Linked DNA regions of Mus musculus: region 2 is linked to region 1. Evidence: chromatin contacts called from public promoter capture Hi-C data. All regions are on one chromosome and are shown on one strand. The core of a region is the stretch at or near the end of the contact, and the rest is flanking DNA. Distances in the headings are between cores, read along the strand shown.

What was found. Capture Hi-C pulls out chosen DNA fragments and counts their contacts.
Region 2: a promoter capture Hi-C map of liver shows a contact between it and region 1, with 2.6 times the contacts expected there. The contact joins the promoter of Gdpd1 here to the promoter of Tbx2 in region 1. A contact is called at or near these places in 1 of 39 promoter capture datasets (liver) and 1 of 9 other capture datasets (liver).

What each region holds. Positions count from the first base shown.
Region 1 is chr11:85,830,614-85,835,168 of GRCm38.p6, reverse strand. Tbx2 (T-box 2) reads right to left here and starts at 2,554. Exons shown (of 7, transcript NM_009324.2): 1 at 1,668-2,554; 2 at 282-549. The coding sequence starts at 2,062. It overlaps 2610027K06Rik (RIKEN cDNA 2610027K06 gene), which reads left to right and starts at 2,781. Exons shown (of 5, transcript NR_077059.1): 1 at 2,781-3,001. RefSeq lists a promoter at 2,029-3,019.
Region 2 is chr11:87,071,528-87,076,082 of GRCm38.p6, reverse strand. It overlaps Gdpd1 (glycerophosphodiester phosphodiesterase domain containing 1), which reads left to right and starts at 1,946. Exons shown (of 10, transcript NM_025638.2): 1 at 1,946-2,247. The coding sequence starts at 2,106.

The DNA.
Region 1 (4,555 bases), core at 1,305-3,804:
TCACCCTTGATTCTAGGAGGGGCTCTCAAAATTCTGTTAGAAAGAAACTGAGATTGAGAGCAGCCTGGAGCTTTCCACAAACAGTCGACATACTTTTCCTCAGGCTTGCAGAACAGGGCTCTGGAAGCCTAGGCCCAGTTTGCCTGGGCCACAGACAGGGGCACTGTGGGTGGGGGGTGTTCAACTAATGCTCCCCTCTAGAAATCCTCTAGCTTCCTTCTACCCACTCGACTGTGGGGGCCCCTGGGCTCTCAACACCTTCCCAACCTGCCCACACTCACAAAGCCATGCTTGTCAGAAATGTTGTTGGTCAGCTTCAGTTTGTGGAAGGCCACAGGCTTGGCCATCCACTGTTCCCCTGTGGCCGGACTGTCCGGGTGGATGTACATGCGTTTAGGCATCTCGGGGTCGGCTTTGCCTGCCACCATCCAGCGGGAGTTGTGAAACTTATAGCGGCAGTCATCGGCAGCCACGATGTCCATTAGCAGGATGTATTTGGCTTTCTTGTCCAGGCCGCTGACTCGCACCTTGAAGGGGGGGAACATCCGCCTCGGAGGGAGGGAAGGGGGACATGCCATTGGGACCCGGCTCTTTTTTGTCCCTTTACCTTCCCGACAATGACATGACATCCTACTTGAAGCTTCCCTATCTACATAATTTGTCACAATGTCCTCCACTTGTGCTGTGTTGCTACCTGGAAAGACCCAGCCTGTGCTTCTTACTCCCAAGACATCCTATTTCTGCCGGCCAGAGCCTGTTTTGTAAAGCTTTGGATGCGTTTTGCACTCAGTCTGGAGACCTTTCCTCCACTCTGATCTAAGATGAGGGTTGATGCCCAGGAAAGGAAACTAGGCCCTTTAGAGATACACTAGGCTTTTCTGAATTGCCTTGAAATTCGTAGAGAGGAAATAAACTCTTGGGACAGGGCTTGAAGAAATAAACTATCAAGGTCTTTGTCTGGGAGAAACGATTTAGAGGCTTAATCAGGGAACCCTAGCCTAGAATTTCGGGGGAACAGGGTGAACCTGAGGCCTGGACTTTCAGAGACTGGAGTGCTGGGAAGATTGGGGATTTTATTTTTCTTCTGGCTTTAAGGCCTCAAGAGGTGGCTGGTCCAGTGCTCCAAGCTCCAAGGACAAGCAAGACTCTCTCCAAGGCCTAGCTGTGGGCTGGACAACTCTCTGCCGGAACCAAGTGGTCAGCCTGGAGCTAGCAGGAGGCGGGATGCTAGTCCCACTATGGACTCCAGTGATCAGAGCGGAGAATCCGGGAAAGATCCCTTTTCTTAGGAACTTCCAGACCGTCCAGGAGACGGAAAAAACAAAAACAAAAACAAAACAAAACAAAACAAAACAAAACAAAAAAAAAACAGTGAGACCGCAAGGGGCTGTGGAGACCCGCCAGAGTCTCCGGGGCTTTGAGACTCAGAACAGTTGGGACTATTCTTTAGGAACGTGTTTTCGTTTTATTTCAATCGAGAGATGTTTGCTTTTCTTTTTCTTTTTTAATTCGCTCCGGAGCCAAACGGAAAAAAAAAAAAGTCAGCTTGCTTGTCTGTGGAAAGGAGTGTGGCGCCAGGGCCGGAGCGGGGGCAATCCGAGAGAGCATCGACCCAGTGGTGGTGGGTGCTGTGCGGTCCCCGAGCCCGCCCGCCCGGCCCGTCCTACCTCCCGGACTTGGTGATGACCATCTCGGTGCCCAGCTTGTGGAACTGGTCCCACAGCTCCTTGGCCTCCAGCGTCACCTTGGGGTCGTCCTCCACCTCGTCCTCGGGTTCCAGGCTCTTGAGCGAGCGCAGATGCGCGGCGGGCGGGTGCGGGCCGAGTGCCGAGACGTGCAGCCCCGCCTCGGCCGCCGCCGCCGCCGCTGCTGCCGCGGCCGCCGCCCCCGCCAGGCCCGGGTCCGGCAGAGGCTTGCCTAGCGCGCCGGGCGGCAGCGCTAGCGCCGGGAAGAAGGAGGGCTGCGCTGCCGCCAGGAAGGCGGACATGGGGAAGTCGGCGGGCCGTGGCGCGTGGAACGGGTGGTAAGCCATGGCGCTGGCTGCCAGCGCCGGCTCTCTCATCGGGACATCCGGCCCAGGCTCCTGGGAGCCGGGGCCGGGGCCGGGGGCGCGCGCCTCGGACCCCCGGCCCGGGCGGCGGCGCGCGCGGAGGACGGACGGCCCGGGCGGCGGGCGCGGCAGCGGCTTCTCCCGGCTCCCCGTCCCGCGCACCTCAAGGGGCGCAGGGCTCTGGACGCGGGGGCGGAGGGGGCGCTGCGCGGGGCTGGGCTGGGCTGGGCTGGGCTGGGCTGGCCGGCTCCGGCGCCGGGGACCACGCGCGACTGGTTAGATCTTGTCCTGATCTCTGGAAAACTGTGACTATCTCACATGTCCTGCCCTGTTCGGATCCCCTGCGCTAACGAGCCAGGCCCCCCTTGATTGCTGATTTTACGCTTTTTGGACCAATTGTGGGTCTCCGGGGGCGGGGTTTTGACAGCTCAGGCCAAGCTCTGGACGGGAGGGGAGGCCAGGGAGAAGGTGTCGGAAGCCTCAGCAGTAAGAAAACATGTCAACAGAATAAAATATTAACCAATGACGGGCCAGCGGGCCCCGAGACCCCTCCCCCTGGCCTGGCCCCCACCTCGCCGCCCGCGCCCGCCGCTGCCTGGGCGAGGGCTGGAAAGCGCAGAGGACCGATCTGACCCGCCGTAAGGGCCTGAGGCAGGGGGCGCCCGGGTCCCGGGGCCTTGGGGAAGGACCCCCTAGCCGCATGCCGGCCCCAAGTGCAAAGCATTGACACGTTCCGGAGAGGAGAGGGGGCGCCCTTTCCCTCCCGCGCCGGGAGGCCCGGCCGCTCTTGCCTGCGACCCAGCCTGGCCTCCCACCCCACTCCCGGTCACCGCCCCGGGTCCATGCACTTCAGAGGGAGGCTGCGGGCACTGGAAAGCGAGGCCGGTGGGCGGGCAAATCAGGAGGCTCGGGCGGCCGAGGTCCCGGAGCCGAATCAGGTGTCCGGAGCCGGTGAGTGGGGAGCCATGGCAGAACCCTGATGGGGCCGGCACGGGCGGGAACGGGACGCCGCCTTGCGCTGGGGAAACGAAGGGTCCCCACCCCCACCTGCTCCTCCCCTCGTAGACTCAGGAACCTGGGGTTCCAGAAGGGCCGGGCATTTAGCCTAAAGAAGGTCTGTGTCAGGTCACTAAGCCAAAACCTTCTGGCGAGTAGGAAAATGGATCCTTGGGACCAGGTAGGTGAGCGCACCTTCTACAGAGCCCAAGGCGGTGCCGCGCTAGTTGATCCTAGAACTCAGATTCTCCACACGCGCCAGAAGGAATTTTCGCCGCATCCGGTACTGGAGATGCAAGCCCATCTATCTCTTCCTAAACTCTGGCATCTTTTCTTCTCAGTCACTTCTCTAGAGATTGTTTCCGTCCCTTGGAAGCTCAAGGCTCCCTAGTTCAGGAAAGCTGAGTAATGCGGATGGGAATCGAGGTGTTTGCCAGCAAGTGTGAACACCCCCTTCGACGATCAGTCTTCGTTATCTCTCTGGCAACAGCCCCAATGCATCTTCCTCTCTCTCTCTCTCTCTCTCTCTCTCTCTCTCTCTCTCTCTCTCTCTCTCTCTCTCTCTCTCTTTCTCTCTCTCTCTCTCTCTCTCTGTGTGTGTGTGTGTGTAAAACCATAATCAGGTGTGCCCAGAGTAAAACGATCATACACTTGCCTGTTTAGGGTTGAGGCTCACACCCTTGTGCTTGTTGGGGAGGGGAAGCAGGGTGTGAACTAGCCACAGTGGATACTCCCACCCTCCCAACCAGTATAAGCGAATTCTGCCGCTCCAGCCCTATGTCCCCGTGGTAGGCACCTACCACGTAAGTGGCCCAGGCAGCTTGCCCCTCCGCTGCATACACCAGGTCTTCAGGCACTTGGTAGCTGACCGCCCAGAAAGGCGTTTAAAAGCTAGTTGCCCCCGGCAGTACGGGGTTGAGACCAGCAGGAGTCGTTTGGCCTCCACGACCTTTTTTCCTATACATCTGAGCCAACACCAGGCGCTTGTAATTCTTCATAACCCTGTGCGCGCCTGCCCCACTGGGTTTTTCTTCAGGACCTTACTCCTAGGTCGCTTTTCTCACTCTTTTCTCTGCCCACAGTGAACCTTCAGCTCTAGCTTCGCGGTGTTCGCAGCCGGTGAGAGATCCATTGCAGCTTTGCACTGCTTCCAATTCAGACAGGATGTGGCTCCTCCAGGAGAGATGTGTCTGAACACACTTGGACAGTTAGTGAGGTGAACAAGAAGTAGTCAGTTCAGCTTTCCGAGTTGGCAGGACATTTGCTAAGTTGTGTGTATGGGGACAGGCACTTTAGTACCTTGTAAAAATGTGTATGTATCGAAGTATGTATTTTGGTCATTTTCCTGGGTAGCATACAGTAGCTGGTCTACCCGTTTAGGCCTGAGAGTTAAAACATGAAGGTCTGAGTTATTGGTCCACGAAATCGGACAGCTGTCGCCCAGTGGCTACATTAGGGGATCTGAATCCCACCTATAGAGCTAAGGACCTGCGACTGGTCAGAGACGTT
Region 2 (4,555 bases), core at 697-3,196, 1.2 Mb before region 1:
GTTGTGGTGGCACACACCGGTAGGATTTGCTGAAGGAGGCAGAGGCAGGAGGATCACAAGTTTGAGCCTGGGCTGCTACACATTTAAAAAAAAGAAAAGAAAAAAGTGCTTTTAACTGGTTGAGCCATCTTTCCAGCCTCTGGCCTAAGACTCAATACTCCTTCCTCAGCCTTAGTATTACAGATGTGTGCTAACAAAGAAACTTTGAGCACTAGGCATTGAACTCAGATCTCAAGTATACCACTGAGTTACATCCCCACTCTTGTTTGTTCTTAATATTTGAAAACAGTAACTAGCTTGAATTCATTCTGTAACCCAGGCAGACCTAGATTTTACAATCCTACTGCCTCAACCTCCAGAGTTGCTGGGATTACAGACCTGTACCCTCAGGCCTGACTTAAATGTTCTTTAATTAAATACCTATTCTATGAAATAATTTGCTAAATCTCACCAATCTATAGTAACTTTCCCCAGCATATGACAATCACCAATTGTGATTATGCTATCAATTAGATAAGTGCAAAATAAGTTGAGACCCAATGTAGTGTATTGTAATTGATCCTATTTTCCCAGATACATTTAAAATAGTGTCCTGACAGGATTAGATATTTTAGTCCCAATGTTTGTGAAATAGAGTGTTTACCACCTTTCCAAAAGCTGCCACTTGACCCAGCAAGATGGCTTAGTGGGAAAAGGAGCTGCCACCTTAGGTCTCCTTAGGTTGTCCTCTGCCTTTACACGTGCACACACATACACTACACAGGAAATAAGTAAATGCATAAAAAATAAATAAACGAGATAGGATCGGGTGCAGCAACCCTTGCCTGCAGTTCCAGCTAATGAGCTGGATGAAACCAAAAGACTGCTTCACCCTTAGGAGTTTGAAGCCAGCCGGAGCTCAATACTGTGAGTCTGCCTGTTGTTGCAATTGTCCTGGGACTCAAACCCCTGGCCTTAAGGGAAGGCAGACGCAAGTGGATCTCTAGCCCTATTGTCATAGCGAGTTCCAGATCAGCCTCGGTACATAGTGAGACCCAGTCTCTAAGGGGGGGGGGGGCCGGGGGGGAGGAGACAGGAAGGGAGGGAGAGAGAACGGAGAGAGGAAGGGAGAGAGGAGAAAAGGGAAAGAAAAGAATCCCAATACTTAGAAGGCAGAGGCAAACTGGTCTCTGTGAATCAAGAGGCCAGCACACAGTCAACACAGTGAGACACCCTGTCTCAATAAACAAATCCAAACCTTGAATGTGCTTGGAAAGTGCTTTACAACTGAGCCACAGCCACAGCCTTTGTGGCTAATTACTTTGCATAAAATACGATCCACAGCTGGGCTTGCCTACCATCCCAACACTCTGGAGGCTGAGGTAGAAGAACCTGAAGTCGAAGACTCTATCCTCTGGTATATAGTGAATTCAAGCCCGGACTGGGCTAAGTAGATCCTATCTCACAAAACCAAGACCCTGCCCCCATAAAACGTGGTTCCTACTGTATTTCTAGTTTGTAAGGTAGGAGATGAAAAAGAAAAATGGAAAAGTTAGTTGCCAGTCTTTATAGGAAAGGACTTAGTGGTCAGTTTCTTTATTCATGTTTATTTTGTACTGGGGCTTGAATCCCGTACGATCTAACCAACTAGGCTACGAGTTCGAGGTATCAGTAACAATTCTTCGCTTTTCCCACAGAAAGGACTAGGACCTGGCCTGGAATCCTCCTTTGATGCACATTTCCCAGTTACGTCAGATTTTCCCCGAAGGCTATCCTGGCTTGAGAGCGTTTTCGGCTTAGGGACTGCCCAAACAAATCCAAACAAATAAAACCACTGGCAAGTTTCCAACCTCTTGCCTCGGGGTCTTCTTCGAAGCACCTGCGCGTGGGACCACAGCTGCCAGACGCCCAACGCTCCGCGCCGTAGCGCGCCTGCGTATCTGAGCCCCTTTGTTGCTCGGGCGCTGGGGTCGGGCTGCGCCTGCGTGCTGAGTCCGCACGAACAAGTGCGCTACGCCGAGGGCACCGGCTGAGGGCGAGCAGACCTCGAGCAGCTGCCGGCGCTGCGGCCGTTGCTACCATCACAGCACAGTCGGGGTCTCAGGCCCAGAAGGCGGTGACCGAGGATGTCGTCCACCGCGGCTTTTTGCCTTCTCTCTACTCTGGGGGGATATTTGGTCACCTCGTTCTTGTTGCTTAAATACCCAGCGTTGCTGCACCAGAGAAAGAAACAGCGATTCCTCAGTAGGCACATCTCTCACCGCGGAGGTGAGAGGGGTCCCCAGAACCCGATGGCGGGGATGGGGGAGGCTTCCTAGCAGGAGGTAGAGGATGGGGATTCTGGAGAGGCTGACGAAGAATGGGCTCCTGGAACTGGAGGGCTTCCTCAGATGAGTGGTCCGGAGGGGAGGGAAGGAAAGGGGTCTCGTGTCCCAGTCCTGGTGGGCGTCTCTGGGGAGCTAGGGTGACAGGGCTTCTGTGAGGAGGAGAAGCGCAGGATGAGAGACAGAAGTGGGGCGTTCCTCGGCCGATGGAGGGATGATCGGGAGGTCCCTTCTTGGCAGCCTGGCACAAAGCCGGTGCAGATCCAGGAGACACCCGCAGGGGGAAGTAGGAACGGACAGACTGCTTGGAATAGGCTGGTGGCTGAGTCCGTGGGGAAGAGCTTGGGCTCCGGCAGAGCTGAGGATCTGCGAGTACCTGGAGCGAGAGCTGAGGAGTCTGCGATGCCACGCTCCACGCGTTTGTAATTGAGCTCTGGAGAGAAATGTCTCCAAACCAGGGACATTTTCCAAGGTCACAGAGTGTGGACTGAAGTGGCACAAGCAACTTGGAGAGTTCTGGTTCTAAGGATTCCAAAACCTAGCACCTGGGTTGTTGTTTTACTTTGATTTTTGAACATTACCCCAGCAATGGTTGGTGGGCTTCTAAAAGACTAAAATATTTAGCTTATGATCAGTCAGTATTTTTTTAAAGATGTTTCTCTTGCAAAAGTATATTGCTTTTATACAATATCAAGTATATAAGGGTTGAAGCGAGTCCGCTCCGCCTTCTAATTTACTATAACAGGCCACATCTTTGCTTCTTCACTGCTGTTCAATAATGTGGCTTCAGGACATTTCAATTTTTTTTTTTTTATAAGTAATAGTTTTAATTTTTTTTTTAAAGATTTATTTATTTATTATATGTAAGTACACTGTAGCTGTCTTCAGACACTCCAGAAGAGGGAATCAGATCTCTTTACAGATGGTTGTGAGCCACCATGTGGTTGCTGGGATTTGAACTCTGGACCTTCGGAAGAGCAGTCGGGTGCTCTTACCCACTGAGCCATCTCACCAGCCCAGGACATTTCAATCTTAAGGTATAAATTATGAAAATTTTCGGTCACTTTAAACTTTTCTTTAGGGTGAATATAGCACCGGGTTAAAATTGCCTGAAATGTATCATACAATGGTAAACTCTATAGTTTAAAATTTGATGGAGTACCGTAATGATTTTTGGTTTTAGATTTTTCAAAGATGGGGTCTTGCTATGGCGTGCTGGCTAGTCTGCAAATCACTATATAGACCAGGCTGGTTGTGCATTCTGCCCCCACTTTCCCAGTGCTGGGACAACTATCCTGGGACCATGACTTCTATTATGACAAATATGTCATAGAAATAAATACATTATCATTCTTTTGTACAGTTTTATCAGTTAAACACAGTTTCCCACTTTTTGTTTGGTTTTCTTTCTCTGTGGCCCTGACTGTCCTAGGACTCAATCAGTAGACCAGGCTAGCCTAAAATTCAGAGACCTACCTGCCTCTGCCTCCCAAGTGCTGGGAATAAAGACTTGGACCACCATGCCCAGCTCCTGGTGATTAATATGTCTGTGTATAGGCGTATGGCGTGTTTGCCTGTGAGTGTAGGCACATACATGTTCCAGAGCATGTGTAGAGGTTGGAGGACAGTATCGCATGTTGGTCCTTATGTTTCACTGTGTTTGAAATGAAGTCTTTTGTTATTCGAGGCTGGATTCACCAGTAAGCTCGAGTGTGGGAGTTGGGGATTCTCCTGTCTGACCTCCCATCTGCCAGGAGGGGCGCTGGGATTACAAACCAGATTCTGGTTCTACTACTTCTAGCTCCTGCACAGGTTCTGGGGTTCTGAACCAAATGATTCACTATGCTATCTATCCAGCCCAGCCCTTAACATTTTATTTTTTTAAAGATTTATTTATTGTTATATGTAAGTACACTTTAGCTGTCTTCAGACACACCAGAAGAGGGCATCAGATCTCATTGCAGATGGTTGTGAGCCACCATGTGGTTGCTGGGATTTGAACTCAGGACCTTTGGAAGAGCAGTCAGTGCTCTTAACCACTGAGCAATCTCACCAGCCCCCAGCCCTTACCATTTTTATTGTTGGGGTGTTTGTTTGTTTGTGTGGTTTGGTTTGGTTGTTTGGGTTTTCTTGTCTGTTTTTTGTTTGTTGGGTTTTTTTGTTTGTTTGTTTTGAAAGTATTCTTACTTGCTGTGTAGCTCAGGCTGGCTCTAAACAGAACAGACTTGAATTTAAGGTGTTCCTGAGTGCTG